Regions from separate parts of the Mus musculus genome. Here regions 1 and 3 are each linked to region 2. Evidence: chromatin contacts called from public HiChIP or PLAC-seq and Micro-C data. All regions are on one chromosome and are shown on one strand. The core of a region is the stretch at or near the end of the contact, and the rest is flanking DNA. Distances in the headings are between cores, read along the strand shown. Region 1 holds the start of Add1 (adducin 1 (alpha)). Region 2 holds the start of Cfap99 (cilia and flagella associated protein 99). Region 3 holds the start of Htt (huntingtin).

Region 1 (4,253 bases), core at 1,721-4,220, 280 kb before region 2:
ATTAAACAGTTCTGTTAAAGTTTAAAATCATGTTAAATTCCTATTTTAAGAAACATGATTCGGACAAACTAAAAAGGCATTGGAATATTTAATCTGCTAAGTAACCACATCTTATGTAAGATTCAATTACTATTGTGTCTGTTAGTTTGAATATCACACAGTCCAGGCTGGCCTCAAACTCAATATATAGTGAAGGATGACCTGATCCTCCCAGATACTTGGATTACAAACCTGTGCCACCACACCCAGCTTATATGGTGCCAAAGATTGAACCTAGAGTCTTATGCATGCTAGGCAAGAACTCTATTAATTGAAGTGCCACTCCAGCCCTGTTGGCTTGGTTTTTGCCCTTAGTAAGTTTTAGTTCTAACAATGACTAAAGCAGTGTCCGATAGAATCACTTTGTCTATGTAGTTTATTCAACATTAATATGCATATGCAGGACAAACTTAATTCCTTTTTGGGAATTTTTTTTTTTTTTTTTGGTTTTGGTTTTTCTAGACAGGGTTTCTCTGTATAGCCCTGGCTGTCCTGGAACTCACTTTGTAGACCAGGCTGGCCTCGAACTCAGAAATCCGCCTGCCTCTGCCTCCCAAGTGCTGGGACTAAAGGCATGCGCCACCACACCCGGCTTTAAATTTTTTTTTCTTTTTTGGAATTTCTAATCTTTCTAGATGTCTAGAAGTACATAATGTATATTAAAAGTAGAATTAACACACTTTATAGAAATCCAGCTAGCAATTGTTGAAACTGAATGCATAAATAATGACTTGTTTAATGCTTATCTCTCAAACGTGAATGTGTGTATATGGAAGAGTTTATTCAACACGGGAGAGAGGAAGGAAAAAAGAGAAATCAATACAAACAGCCTCATGCAGTAAAAATACCTGGGCACTTGTCTTAGTTAGGGTTTTTAGTGCTGTAATAAAACACAAACTCAACCTGGGGAGGAAAGGGTTTGCTTCACCTTACAGCTTCTAGTCCATCATCCAGAGGAAGTTAGGGCAGGAACTCTGCAGGAAAAGAGCTGACTGCTGCAGAGGCCATGGAGGAGGGCTGCTTACTGGCCTGCTCTAATGGCTTGCTCAGCCTGCTCTCCTGTAGCACCCAGACCACCTGCCCAGCAAGGGCACCACCTACACATTGAGCTCCCACGTCAATCATCTATCAAAAACCGTGCACAACAGACTTGCCCCCTAGCCAATCTGGTAGGGACATTTTCTCAGGTGAGGTTCCTTCTCAAATTACTCTCGCCTGTGTCAAGTTAACTTTAAACCCTAGCCAGCACAGTATTGTCTGAAGCATTTCAGTATTTAATGTCCTGACTCAACATGATTACATGAAATGAATGGTGTGTGTGTGTGTGTGTAGCAAAGCAACAAAAACAATAGTATCAGATAATACCAAGAGTTAAGTGAAAACCTGAATGGTTTATGTAAAACAGATCTTAGAAAGGACACTATCCCAGTTTGCAGAATGATTAGAATTCCTAGTCGCTTCATTTGCTGACTCTCACTAACCTACACACACATGAGTAAACTAACCACACCGACCTGCACCTCTGCGAAACCACATCTAAACCCTGAAAAGCTGTTCTGAAGGTCAACACCATTCATACTTCCTCAAAAAACAACTTTACTATCAGGGTGTGGTGTCAACCTCAAGGTAATCCTAGAACTAGGGGCAGAGGCAGAAATTTTCAGTTCCAGACCATTCTGGGCTGCGAATTGACGAAGCATAGCAAAGTTTTAGAATTAAAATGTGATCCCTACGTCACTGGCTTTAATTAAAGACTGCGATTTTTAGAATCCCACCCGCATAAAACTCACCTCCGACCTGCAACCTCCTTCCTCTCTGGAGCCTGTTGAGTCCACCCACGACTCCCAGCTTGCTTGCAAAGGAGACATAGCGGATCCCTTAGCAATCTAGTTCCTATCCCGACTGAGATTTCAACCCACTTTTGACAAACACACAATCTCTCTGAAATTCTTGAGCAGTTATGCATAGACAGATTTTAGCTTTGTTCTTGGTCTTTGGGAGTTTAACAACGTTAGGCCTAAAATCATGGTCAAAACAACAGCAGTTTCAGGTGAACCAAAATATTTATTTTTAAGATGGGTGTGCATAAAACAAACACAACTCATCTACCAAATACCTTGAACCAGGAACTGAATTATAAAAACGAAGTGTTTTTAGGAAGAGGTCTGAACGATAAAACAGAGAGGAAAGGCAAGCCCCATCTCCAGGAAGTTCCACGACCACCTCATTACTACCATCCGTGGACAGAGCTGGCTTTTTTCTCTTGGGGCAGAAGGTGTCAGTTTTTAAAAGAGCCGACAAGCGGAACCCAGATGCACCTTTCCACAATCTCTGCAGTGACCAGCATTTGGAGCCACCATTAGCACAATGCTGACCCGGGAGGACCCCGAGGCCCACCAGGAAGCTCAGAGCCGAGCAAGCCGCTTCCACAGAGAACCCCGCGTCCGTCCGGGCCATCCTGGGAAGCGACGATGCAGTGTCCTCGCCCCCGCACTCGGAGGCAAGCACCTAGACCCCGGGCACCCCGCGCCGCAGCGACCTAGCCGCGCCCTCCTCAGCGCACCAGAGGCGCCCCAGAGGCCCCGGGCCCTGCCCAGCCCTGCCCTGCCCGCCCAGCACCGCCGCCCCTGCCCTACGCCCGCTGGGGGCCCCGGAGACCTCGCCGCGCTCCCGGGCCTCACCTCCGCGGAGAATCGGGGAGAGAGCACGGCTTCCCGGGTCCGAGTGCGGCCGCCGCCTCGCCTGCGGCTCGCGCTGGGCTCCGCCCCCTGGCTGCCGCGCACCCCCCGCCGCCTGCAGCAGCCCTCGTCCTCTCCCGCCCTCAACCCTCACCCCTCTACTCGCCCCCGCCGCCAAGCTGGGTGCGGCCTGCGGCGCTGCGGCCCAACAATGCACAGCCCCATTGGTCTGAACGCCCTACCGCCGTCCAGCACTACTCTCTGTTATTGGTCAATCTTAAGCAAGGGGCAGGCCCGGAGAAGGGCGGGGCCCTGGGAGGCGGAGAGAAGGGTAGACTCCGGCCTCCGGCTGAAGGCGGTGTCACAGTGGGATTAGGGGTCGCTTTGGCTGCGTCCGGGACGGCGGGCTGGTGCACCTGCTCACAGGAACGCTAGTTCTCCCACTGAGACGGTCAGACCCACAAACTGACTGCGAACGGACACGGTCTAGGTGCGCTTCAGGCGAGAAGATCAGTAGGCAGTTTGGGAGACTGGGCTGTCAATCAGGGTGGAGTCAGGACTGAGATGTCTGTGTGTGCTCTGATAAAGCTCCACAGACAGGAAGGGCCCGCCGGATGACAGTGGATTAACAAACACCGAGGCCTCTTCAGAGGCAGGGAATGAGGCTAGGTGAGGCCTTGGCAGAACCAGTCCACCTGGCAGCGACCTGGTAAACTAACCTAAGGATCAAGTCCCTACTGTCTCTCCTGTCAACTGAATCCTAAAAGACCCAAAGGAAACAAAGGGGTCCCGCTCCTGGTTCCCTTCAAACCATTAAAGGTTGAAGCCTCGAGCCTGGCTCAAGTGACAGAAGTGTGTATCCAAGCCTCTCCTCAGCCAGGCGTGGTGGCGCACGCCTTTAATCCCAGCACTTGGGAGGCAGAGGCAGGTGGATTCTGAGTTCGAGGCCAGCCTGGTCTACAAAGTGAGTTCCAGGACAGTCAGGGCTACATACACGGAGAAACCCTGTCTCAAAAAACAAAAACAAACCGATCCTCACAGCAAGAGCTCTGAGTTTGACCCCATAAGGGTCAGAGAGGTTGTGGATTCCAGTCAGTACCCTCTGTCCTAGGAACATTTGCCCTACATGTTGACTGTTCTCAGATGACTTTTCTGACATCCTCCAGCACCCAGCAACAAGTCTAATGCCAGTGAAAGTTTGCTGAAGAGAGAGAGTTTTCGATAATCAACTGTCATTCTCCATGATCCATCTGTTTTCTGCACTGGCCAGATAGGAGAGTTAAACGGAGATGTGGTGGGAACCACCACCCCTGCATCTTTCAAGTCCTTGATAGTGGCAGTAATTTCTGCAATTCCTCCAGGAATACGATACTGTTTTTGATTCACTATTTTCTTTGGCAGAGGCAACTCTAAAGGCTTCCATTTGGCCTTTCCAACCATAATAGCCCTCACTCTACAGTTCAGGGAACCAATATGAGAATTCTGCCAATTTCTGAGTATATCTATCCCAATTATACATTCTGGAACTGGGGAAAT
Region 2 (4,057 bases), core at 571-3,070:
TGTAAGTACACTGTAGCTGACTTCAGACACACCAGAAGAGGGCATCAGATCTCATTACGGGTGGTTGTGAGCCACCATGTGGTTGTTGGGTTTTGAACTCAGAACCTTCAAAAGAGTAGTCAGTGCTCTTACCCGCTGAGCCATCTCACCAGCCCTGCACACATCTCTTGAATGTGAACAAATCTGTCATGCTGGGATCTTTCTGCCTATAGTTAAGCCTGATCCTGATATACCTACCTCCTTGGGCTCAGCCTTTATCTTGGGCACAACTTCCAATATGAAGCATAGAAACAGCTTCTGCACAGTAATAGCCCCAGGCTTTGGAGTTGGCCAAGGGTGAACAGACACCAGATAATTTATTAATCTACTTACTACTGGACATGAATTCATGTGTCTGCTCAACGTCTTCACTTGGAGAAGATGATGGCTTTGGGAAGAGCTGCTTTTAGTTTTCTTTTAAAATTTTTTTACTTATTTTTATGTGCGTGTATATATGGGTGCATATGTAAGTGTGTGCACTTCCATGGGGCGGCCAGAAAATGACCGTAGTGTAGCCCTGGCTGTCCTGGAACTCACTTTGTAGACCAGGATGGCCTCAAACTCAGAAATCTGCCTGCCTCTGCCTCCCAAGTGCTGGGATTAAAGGCGTGCGCCGCCACGCCCAGCTCCACCTTGTGTTTTGGGCAGAGTTTCCCATTATTGTGGTGCTCACCAACTAGGCAATAGGCTACATTGACTAGTGAACCCCGTGGGTCCATCTTCTTAGCCTCTGAAGTGCAGCGATTGTAAATGTCATAATGCCTGGCCTTTTTTACAAAAATATATTTATTTCTTATGTTTATGTGTATTTGCCTGCATGTATGTATGTGCATCACATGCATGCAGGGCCCATGAAGTCCAGAAGAGGGGTTTGATTATTTGGAGGTGGAGTTACAGAAAGTTGTGAGCAGCCATGGAGGTGCTGGTGACTGAATCTGGGGCCTTGCCAAGAGCACCCACTGCTCTTAATCACCGTGCTATCTCTCCAGTCCATGCCTAGGGTTTTTGTTTTTGTTTTTGTTTTTCCAGTGAGTTCTGGCATGCTGAACCTTCTTCCACTAATTAGGCAAACACGTCACTGATTGAGCTATCTTCCCAGCCCCACAAGCAGTTTTTATGACTGAGAGAGTATACAGTTGTGGACATGTTGACTCTAAGGTGATCTGTTAGTTGTACAAATAGTGAAGAACAGGCAAACATCTGAATTCAAGCATTTAGGCTGGAGGGAAAAAATGTTTTTAAAACCACGTAGCTGCCTGGAACTACATAGAAATGGGTGGAGAGCAGCTTCCAAGGAGTAAGAAGGGAGCTACAAAGCAGGTCCAGGGCTGAGGGGCTAAGGGAAGATGCAGGAACTGCTAGGGTACACACACTGTATTAAGAGGTAGTCATCTGGGTCACCTGTTAACAGAGAGAGAGAGAGAGGGAGAGAGGGAGAGAGGGAGAGAGGGAGGGAGGGAGGGAGGGAGGGAGGGAGGGAGAGGGAGGGAGAGAGAGAGATTGATTGGAGGTGGTGGAAAACACCCTACTTTTATTTTTGGAGGTGGGAAGAAAAGCGCAAAGGTAGCTCGCTAAGGCCAGAAAATAGGCAAAGATTGGAGAACTGGAGAAAACGAGTTAGGGAGAAGAGGATGGGCTGTGCCTGGCTCCCTGTGGCGGCCCCTCACCTTAACCTGCCTGCCTACCTGCGGGCCTCTTGGCCTTCCTTGGCTTTAACCTCGTAGTCTGTCCAGGCGCCGCGGGCGGGAGCGTTCACTGGCCAGCTCCGGTACCCGCAGATCGCCTAGGCATCGTTTGGGCGCCGTCACCTAGCAACGCCGCGCAGGCCCTGCCCGCGGTGGGCGCCGGGACCTGTAGTCCTGAGCCTCCCTCCCTTGGTGCGCGTCCCGGGTGGGGTACGGCGTGGCGTTGGGCGGGGATTGGCGGCCTCGCCGGGCTCGCCCCATCCACCACTTGCAGCGGGCCGGGGGCGTGCGGCGCCTCCGGCGCATGTGCGGTCGTGACCGGCGGAGGCGCTGGGTGCTCTTAAGCCGTGAAGCACCGCGCGCCCTGTGCCCGCGCCTTTCCGCGCGCCCGCCCGCTCGCGGGTTTGGGTCGGCCGCGCGCCGCTTGCTGAGCATCCTTCCGGCCGCGCACCTGCCCCGCGCACCTGCAGCCAGCTGCTCGGCGCTAGGCGCCGCGCACACGATCTGCTTGCTCAAGCAGGTCCCGGCCCTGCCTGCGTGTCCACCCCGCGCCGCAGCCGGACCCGGGCGCAGCGCTGCAGAGGGCGAGGGCCGCCCGGAGCGTGGCTCGGGCCGGCGCGGCGATGATGAACAGATTCCGAAAGTGGCTGTACAAACCCAAGGTGAGCGGCTCCAGCTGCGGACCATGTCCCGGCGTCGCGCTTTCCCCCCTCCAGATCCCTTATCCTGCAGGTCCCTCCTTGATAGATAGACCTCGTTTCCTTGGCCCTGTATGAATTTCTTTCTCCAGTTCATGGGATGCCCTTTCCCTGCATTCCGCGACTTGGACAGACCATGTACCTGGCGCGCATTGACTGCTCTTTTCCAGTACCAGACGGGGCTCTTTCTTTCGGGCCTGGGTGTACTGTCATGTTTCTCCTCGTCTGGATACTAGATGGGCTGGCTCCAGCTCGCACCCAGCGGTCCCAGCCTGCGTGCTCAGAGCCCCTACTTCTCTTGGTTCCCTCTAGCCTCACCGCTGATGCTCCTTCATCTTTTCGCAACACAATTATTCTGTCCTAGGATAGTGGGTCTCCCACCCTCCCTTCGCACTTGGGAACCGACCGTTTCATTCCCCTTTCTCCAACCTTAGGCTTTGGTCAGACTCTTTCTTCCCGTATCTTAGAGGTCCCTCACGCCGCGGTCTGGTCCTCTATCCCAAAACGGAGTAATTGGATCTTGGTCCAGTTCTCATCTCTATCCTGTTCCGGTAGCCGCCTGCACCCTTTTGGATCTCCGACCAGTCCTCTGCCCAGTCGCGGGGTGAGGCTCGTGGAGCTTGAAGCTTCAGTGGGCCGGAGGTGCGATTCACCAGCCAGTTCGGGTCCAGGCGGCGCGCCCCGGCAGCCGTGCCAGTCGCACTGCGGGCGCTGCGTCCCGCTGCCTGCCTGGGGCTGGCAGCCCGGAGCCGGACCCGGTGCGCTCTGTTCGCAGCTGGGCGATGCAAAGCTAGGATCCAGCGAAGATCCAGGACGCAGCTGCGGCGTCCAAAGCTGCGTGTTGGGGGTTGGCGGAGTCTGGGGACGCCAACGCTGGAGGTCTTCAGAGGGTCACGACCTGGGTGGGGTCACTGCAAAGACTAAGGGCGGGAGCAGTGCAGCGGCTGCGTGCTGGTATCTCCGAAGTCAGAGGCCTCCTTCTCTTTGGCCCACCCAAGGAACTGACCGCTCTCCCGCCGTGACTAGCCACATTTCTTGATTTAGGGTTTCTGTCCCAGACTCTGTGAATGGTCTCTCGGAGTGGGGCGAGTATTCTGGAGAGACAGCTGGTCTGTTTGGAAGACTGGCATTTGAGGTTTAGGGGACTTTCAGGGATCTGAATCTGTTACAGTTTTTGTCTGCCGAGGTCGGGAAGTTTTTCCTTAGGTTAGAGAATGTTGGGGTGAAGGCTTACAAAGCATGGGGCTGCCTTTGATCAGCCTCGGACTGGACAGAAGGTATTCTGGAGTCTTGTGCGCTGGTGCAGCAGCGGCTCGTGCTCCTGTCTTCCTGGTTGTGGGCAAATATACTGGGGGGTGGGGTTGTGTGTGGGGAACCCTTGCGACCCTTGCGATGGGTGTGGTTTGAGTCTTGCTTGCCCTTAGCCACGCCCTAGGCGTCTGGCACTCTCTTTGCTGCAATCCCTTCAATGTGCACAGTCCTGCCTGCTGATGGTTAGTGGGTCTGCTAGCGGCTGCAGCAGCTCCTGCTCTGCTTATCTGCACAAGGAGTGCCCCCCGCCCCAATTGAGTGAATTTTTAGCACAAGAAAAACAAAACCAAACGACAACAACAACAACAACAACAACAACACAAG
Region 3 (4,558 bases), core at 1,202-3,701, 470 kb before region 2:
TTCCCCAGTGTTCTTAGATTCCAGATAGCAGCAAGGAGCTTAACCCATTCAGTAAACAATTAAGCACTTGCCATTTTACTCAGCTGTTTACAGATAGAGACTAAAAGTCTCACTGAGATAGAAATGTTTTACTACAGGCTTCATTCCATGTCAAGTATAAGTTGATATACTACCCTGATAAGGGGGAACTCTCCAGACAGGATAAGTTTTACTAGACCTAAGAATTTAGAGCTCAGTGATAGCACATTACTCTTAAGGCCTGTCAAGAGTTAACAACCCCCTGATGCTTTTAACCTTAAAGTGTGAAATTCTTGCCTGGCATTAGGCTGATCCTAGGCAGGGCTTGTTATCCCTAATGTAAACATTTAATTAGTCCCTGCAAATTCCTTTCTGCTGTAACTGGTGAATTTCAGTGTATCTTGTCTTTTTGTGATTTGTATCCTCTGATAATTCGTTGTTATATAAGTCTGAAGCTCAACCAGAACATTACATTCAGATTCAACACCTCTCTTGTGTGTGGCTGATTGTCATTTTCATCCGACTCCTTACCCATCTGCCTAAGAAATCCCGTTCCTCGAAGACCAGGGACCTAGAGGGTCTGTGGCATACTTGGACAGCCCAGCATGGTGCCACATGCCTTTAATCCCAGAGAGAGGAGGCAGAGGCAGGAGGATGGATCTCTCTGAGTTCAGGTCAAGAGTTACATAGTGAGACTCTCAAAAGCAAAAAGAAACTACTTATCTAGAGGATAAGAAGTTTTCTATTCACACTTTTCACCTTATAGAAGGAAATTTTATTCCTATATTTTGTTCTATCAAGTAAGCCACCTTTTCTCCCCAAATCTTTATTTAAAAAAAAAAAAAAAAACAAACTCTCAGGACTGGGAACATAGCTCAATGATATCACCAGAACACTTATTTTCTAAGTGAGTTTTAATGATGACATTCTTTAGTAGGTTGTTCCCAAAAGTTCTCCTTATTAATTATACAAATCCAGATTAGAAATAAAATGCCCAGAGTTGAGAGAAAGGACTGAGCTGCAAGAGAGCACAGGGCTCAACACTCAGCATGGATTTCCAGGAAATGTTTTGAGCGTCTCTTTTCTCTTAGAGCACTGTGACTCATGGTCTCTCTTCTGTTTCAATATTCTCTCCAGTCACAAGCAGCTAGCTTCCAAAGATCTATAAGATGTCAGCAAAGAACTAAACAGGAACTTTTACTGGCACAAAGTCAGAGTCAGAGTGGCCTATGTTCTAAAACAAGCCTGTCTGCAACACTAGTAAAATTCATTCCCCGGTGAAAACTGAGCACCACCAATGTATCCGTTTTATATAGAACAAAAAATCGATAGGCAGTTAAGTATAAGTCGACTCTTTCATATATATGCACACATATAGTTTTTTATTAATAATCACACCTAAGTAACTCACCATGTACTTGACAAATACAACTCATCCAACTGCCTGCAGACACACAGAAGCACACCTCTCTGGCTATGCTTAAAACCTGGTTTAACTACACTACACCACAAACTAAATGAAACGCCAGGAGAGTACGAAGTGCCTCGAGTCACAGGCTGCTTCAAGTGTCACTTGGAAAAAGAATATCCCATTGGATGCGTTCACACTCCCCCGCCCTCAGCACTCCCGCCGAGACCTCCTAAAAGCATTATGTCATCCACTACCCGCACATCTCTCACGCTGTCCTGCACTCCCAGCTCTTAGGCCTGATGAGGAGGTAACCCTAGAGATCTCTGCCTCTCCAAGTTCTCTTCACAACAGTCATGTGCGCCACCGCCCCAGTTTCTCCAGAAGAGAGAAACAAGTTCGTTCCCTAACTTCGCAAACTGGGAACGGCGAAGGCACTGGAGTCGTGACGCCCCTCAGCGAGTCCCTGGCTGGCCTGACCCGGCTCTGTCTCCTCTGAGGGAGGCCAGAGACCCCGCAAGACGAGGGCCCGGGCCGGGAAAGCCTGGCCTCAGGGAGGTACCGCGACCCTCTGGACAGGGAACAGTGTTGGCCATGCCCAGCACGCAGGCCAGGGGCGCGGGGCCCGGGCGGGAGCTGCGGCGCCCGGACTCACGGTCGGTGCAGCGGTTCCTCTGCCGGACCTGGCAGCGGCGGTGGTGGCGGCGGCGGCTGCCCCTGAGGCGGCGGCTGAGGGGGTTGAGGCGGAGGCGGCGGCGGCGGTGGCGGCGGCGCCTGCGGCGGTGGCTGCTGCTGCTGTTGCTGCTGAAACGACTTGAGCGACTCGAAAGCCTTCATCAGCTTTTCCAGGGTTGCCATGACGGCTTCCTGCCCGATGGGACAGACCCTGAAGACTTGGAGCCTACTGGCACTACGCGGCGCCACTTAGCAGCAAGGCAATGAATGGGGCTCTGCGCGGCAGGCAGAAGCGGAACCAAGGCGCTCAGCCATCTTGGGCCCGTCCCGGCAACCCTCGCGGCGAGTGCGTCCCGTGACGTCATGCCGGCGGAGACGAGGCCACGCCAGACCCGCAGAATTGACAGGCGGATGCGTCGTCCTCTTTCCCGAAGTCAGGACGCAGGCCTGCGGGGCCTCTGCTAGTTTAAGACTCTCCGCCCCGCCGATGTGGCCCCGCCCCTTCCCGCAAAAGCCAGCCCCCCTTAGTGAAGAGGGCCAAGCAAGAGGATGAGGTGGGCGGGGCGGGCTGCTAGATGAGGGACGGAGCTGAGCGGAGAGTGGGCTTTAGGGCGGCTCCCTGGCACCAGCGATAGAAAAGAAGTGAGGAGGTGGGCAGAGGAGTTGGGGAGACCCGGAAGGAAGAAAAGGTTGGAAAGGGGAATGACAGCGAAGAAATTTTCCTGCGTAAAGCCACCCTACACCTGGAGTCACCGGGAAAGCGATTGTGGAGCTCGGAACCCGAAACCCAAAGCAGCTCTCTCTTCCACAAGCCAGGTGGTGGCCTGAGCTTCCCGAACGCAGCGTGCTGGGAGCTCCCTGCAATGAGAAGGGAACCAGAGTGACCTGTATTCAGGACCAAAGAACCCTTTATGATCCGTGGACCCCGAAGCCCCAGAAGTGTCTGCAGTAGAGAAGGCTGAGAAAGGGTTTCAAGCAGGCAGCGAAGGCTGAGAAAGGGTTTCAGGCAGGCAGCAGTAGTTACTGTCCAAAGAAAGGCTGTGTTTCATGCAACTTTGGTCACACACTCTACATTGAGACACGGACCCTGGAAAGTGCTGTGGCAACCAGCCAGGACCTACAAGGGGTCTCATTGCCACCAGCGCTGAAGTCCTTGTCTCTAGAGCCTCCATCTCCCAAAGGTGAGCAATTAAAGCAGGAAGCTGAAAATGGTGTGGATACACCCAAGCTGCCCCTGCAGTCTGCCCAGCAAAAAGTGTTGGCTTCAACCGGGCATGGTGGTGCATGCCTTTAATCACAGCACTTGTAGAATGCTTTTTGAGTAGCATGCACGAAGCTCTGAGTTCAATCCCTGCATTTTATAAACCAGGGGTGGTAATCATGTACTCTGCAGGTAGAACGAGGATCAGGAGTTCCAGGTTTTCCTTGGCTTCATAGTGAATTCAAGTCAGCATGGGCTGTATCAGAACTTGTCTCAAAAGAAAAAGGAAAAGGAAAAAGCCAAGCAGTGATAGAACACACCTTTAATCTCAGCAGTCTGGAGGCAGAGGCAGGCAGATCTCTGAGTTATAGGTCAGCCTGTTCTACAAAGTGAGTTCCAGGACAGCCAGAGCTACATAGAAACCCTGTCTCAAACAAACAAACAAAACCGTTCCGGCTTCAGAAAAAGCTGTCTGGAGGTGATCCATGCAGTGAGAAACCCAATGAAGCTTCAGGCTACCTGTAAGAATCAAATGCCCTATTCCATGGCCATAAGGCACTCCATTTTCTCGAAATGGCCAAGTATACAGAAACCAACACTGTTACTGTAGGGGTATAAGCCCGCCGCTGTTAAACTGGGAAGGAGAGCAGAGAAACAGCCTTTAGATTCTATGTCCCCTCTGTTACTAATGGCACTATTAGATGCACAGTGCCAGTGCTAGCTCTCACATGAGGCAGCCTCTAACAGCTGGCCAGGGTTGGTAGTTGCTAGTAGGCAGACTTGGAAGAAGGCCCAGTGAGCCCTGTCTCTTAGCATTCTCTAGGTTATGATGTCCCTGCTCCCAAGTAAGGGCAGCTAGTAACTGACTTCTAACCAATACAAGACAAAGATAATGGGATGTCACACATTTGTTAGGCTACAAATGTAACTTCAGTCTTGCTAACTACCAACTTCTCAGCTTATATACATTGATGAAGAACAATTGGCAAGACTTAACATAAAGAACTACCCATGGCCAACAGTCAAGACAGATATTGGTGGTCCATCAGCCATGTATGAAGTAAACCCTGACAATACCACTAAAGCTCCAAGGTGATTCTTTTGAAGCCAAGTTCTCAGATAAGGCACTGGTACCTAATTGCCCGCTGTGAGAAGTGCTAACAGAGGACCTATGTGAGCTGGGCCCAGATTCTGGAACCACAGAAACTGGATAGTTATAAATATGTTTTGCTAGGCAACTATACTCTGGTAATTTG

What was found. Hi-C and Micro-C count contacts between places; a contact is called where the count stands out from the background. HiChIP or PLAC-seq counts read pairs in DNA pulled down with a chosen protein or histone mark.
Region 1: a Micro-C map of embryonic stem cells shows a contact between it and region 2, with 3 times the contacts expected there. The contact joins the promoter of Add1 here to the promoter of Cfap99 in region 2. A contact is called at or near these places in 1 of 39 promoter capture datasets (neural stem cells), 1 of 484 Hi-C or Micro-C datasets (embryonic stem cells), 3 of 115 datasets of contacts at active chromatin or transcription factors (embryonic forebrain, embryonic stem cells and extraembryonic endoderm stem cells) and 1 of 9 other capture datasets (adipose tissue).
Region 3: a contact with region 2 is called in an H3K27ac HiChIP or PLAC-seq map of extraembryonic endoderm stem cells, with 2.2 times the contacts expected there. The contact joins the promoter of Htt here to the promoter of Cfap99 in region 2. A contact is called at or near these places in 2 of 39 promoter capture datasets (the C10 cell line and liver), 1 of 484 Hi-C or Micro-C datasets (embryonic stem cells), 5 of 115 datasets of contacts at active chromatin or transcription factors (the 230-238 cell line, astrocytes, extraembryonic endoderm stem cells and 2 more) and 1 of 9 other capture datasets (adipose tissue).

What each region holds. Positions count from the first base shown.
Region 1 is chr5:34,572,381-34,576,633 of GRCm38.p6, reverse strand. Add1 (adducin 1 (alpha)) reads right to left here and starts at 2,970. Exons shown (of 16, transcript NM_001331082.1): 1 at 2,721-2,970. Mir7036b (microRNA 7036b) reads right to left here and starts at 2,483; the gene lies at 2,421-2,483.
Region 2 is chr5:34,286,428-34,290,484 of GRCm38.p6, reverse strand. It overlaps Cfap99 (cilia and flagella associated protein 99), which reads right to left and starts at 1,820. Exons shown (of 16, transcript NM_001370805.1): 1 at 1,725-1,820. Zfyve28 (zinc finger, FYVE domain containing 28) reads left to right here and starts at 2,161. Exons shown (of 13, transcript NM_001015039.1): 1 at 2,161-2,386. The coding sequence starts at 2,348.
Region 3 is chr5:34,759,633-34,764,190 of GRCm38.p6, reverse strand. Htt (huntingtin) reads right to left here and starts at 2,451. Exons shown (of 67, transcript NM_010414.3): 1 at 2,082-2,451. The coding sequence starts at 2,284.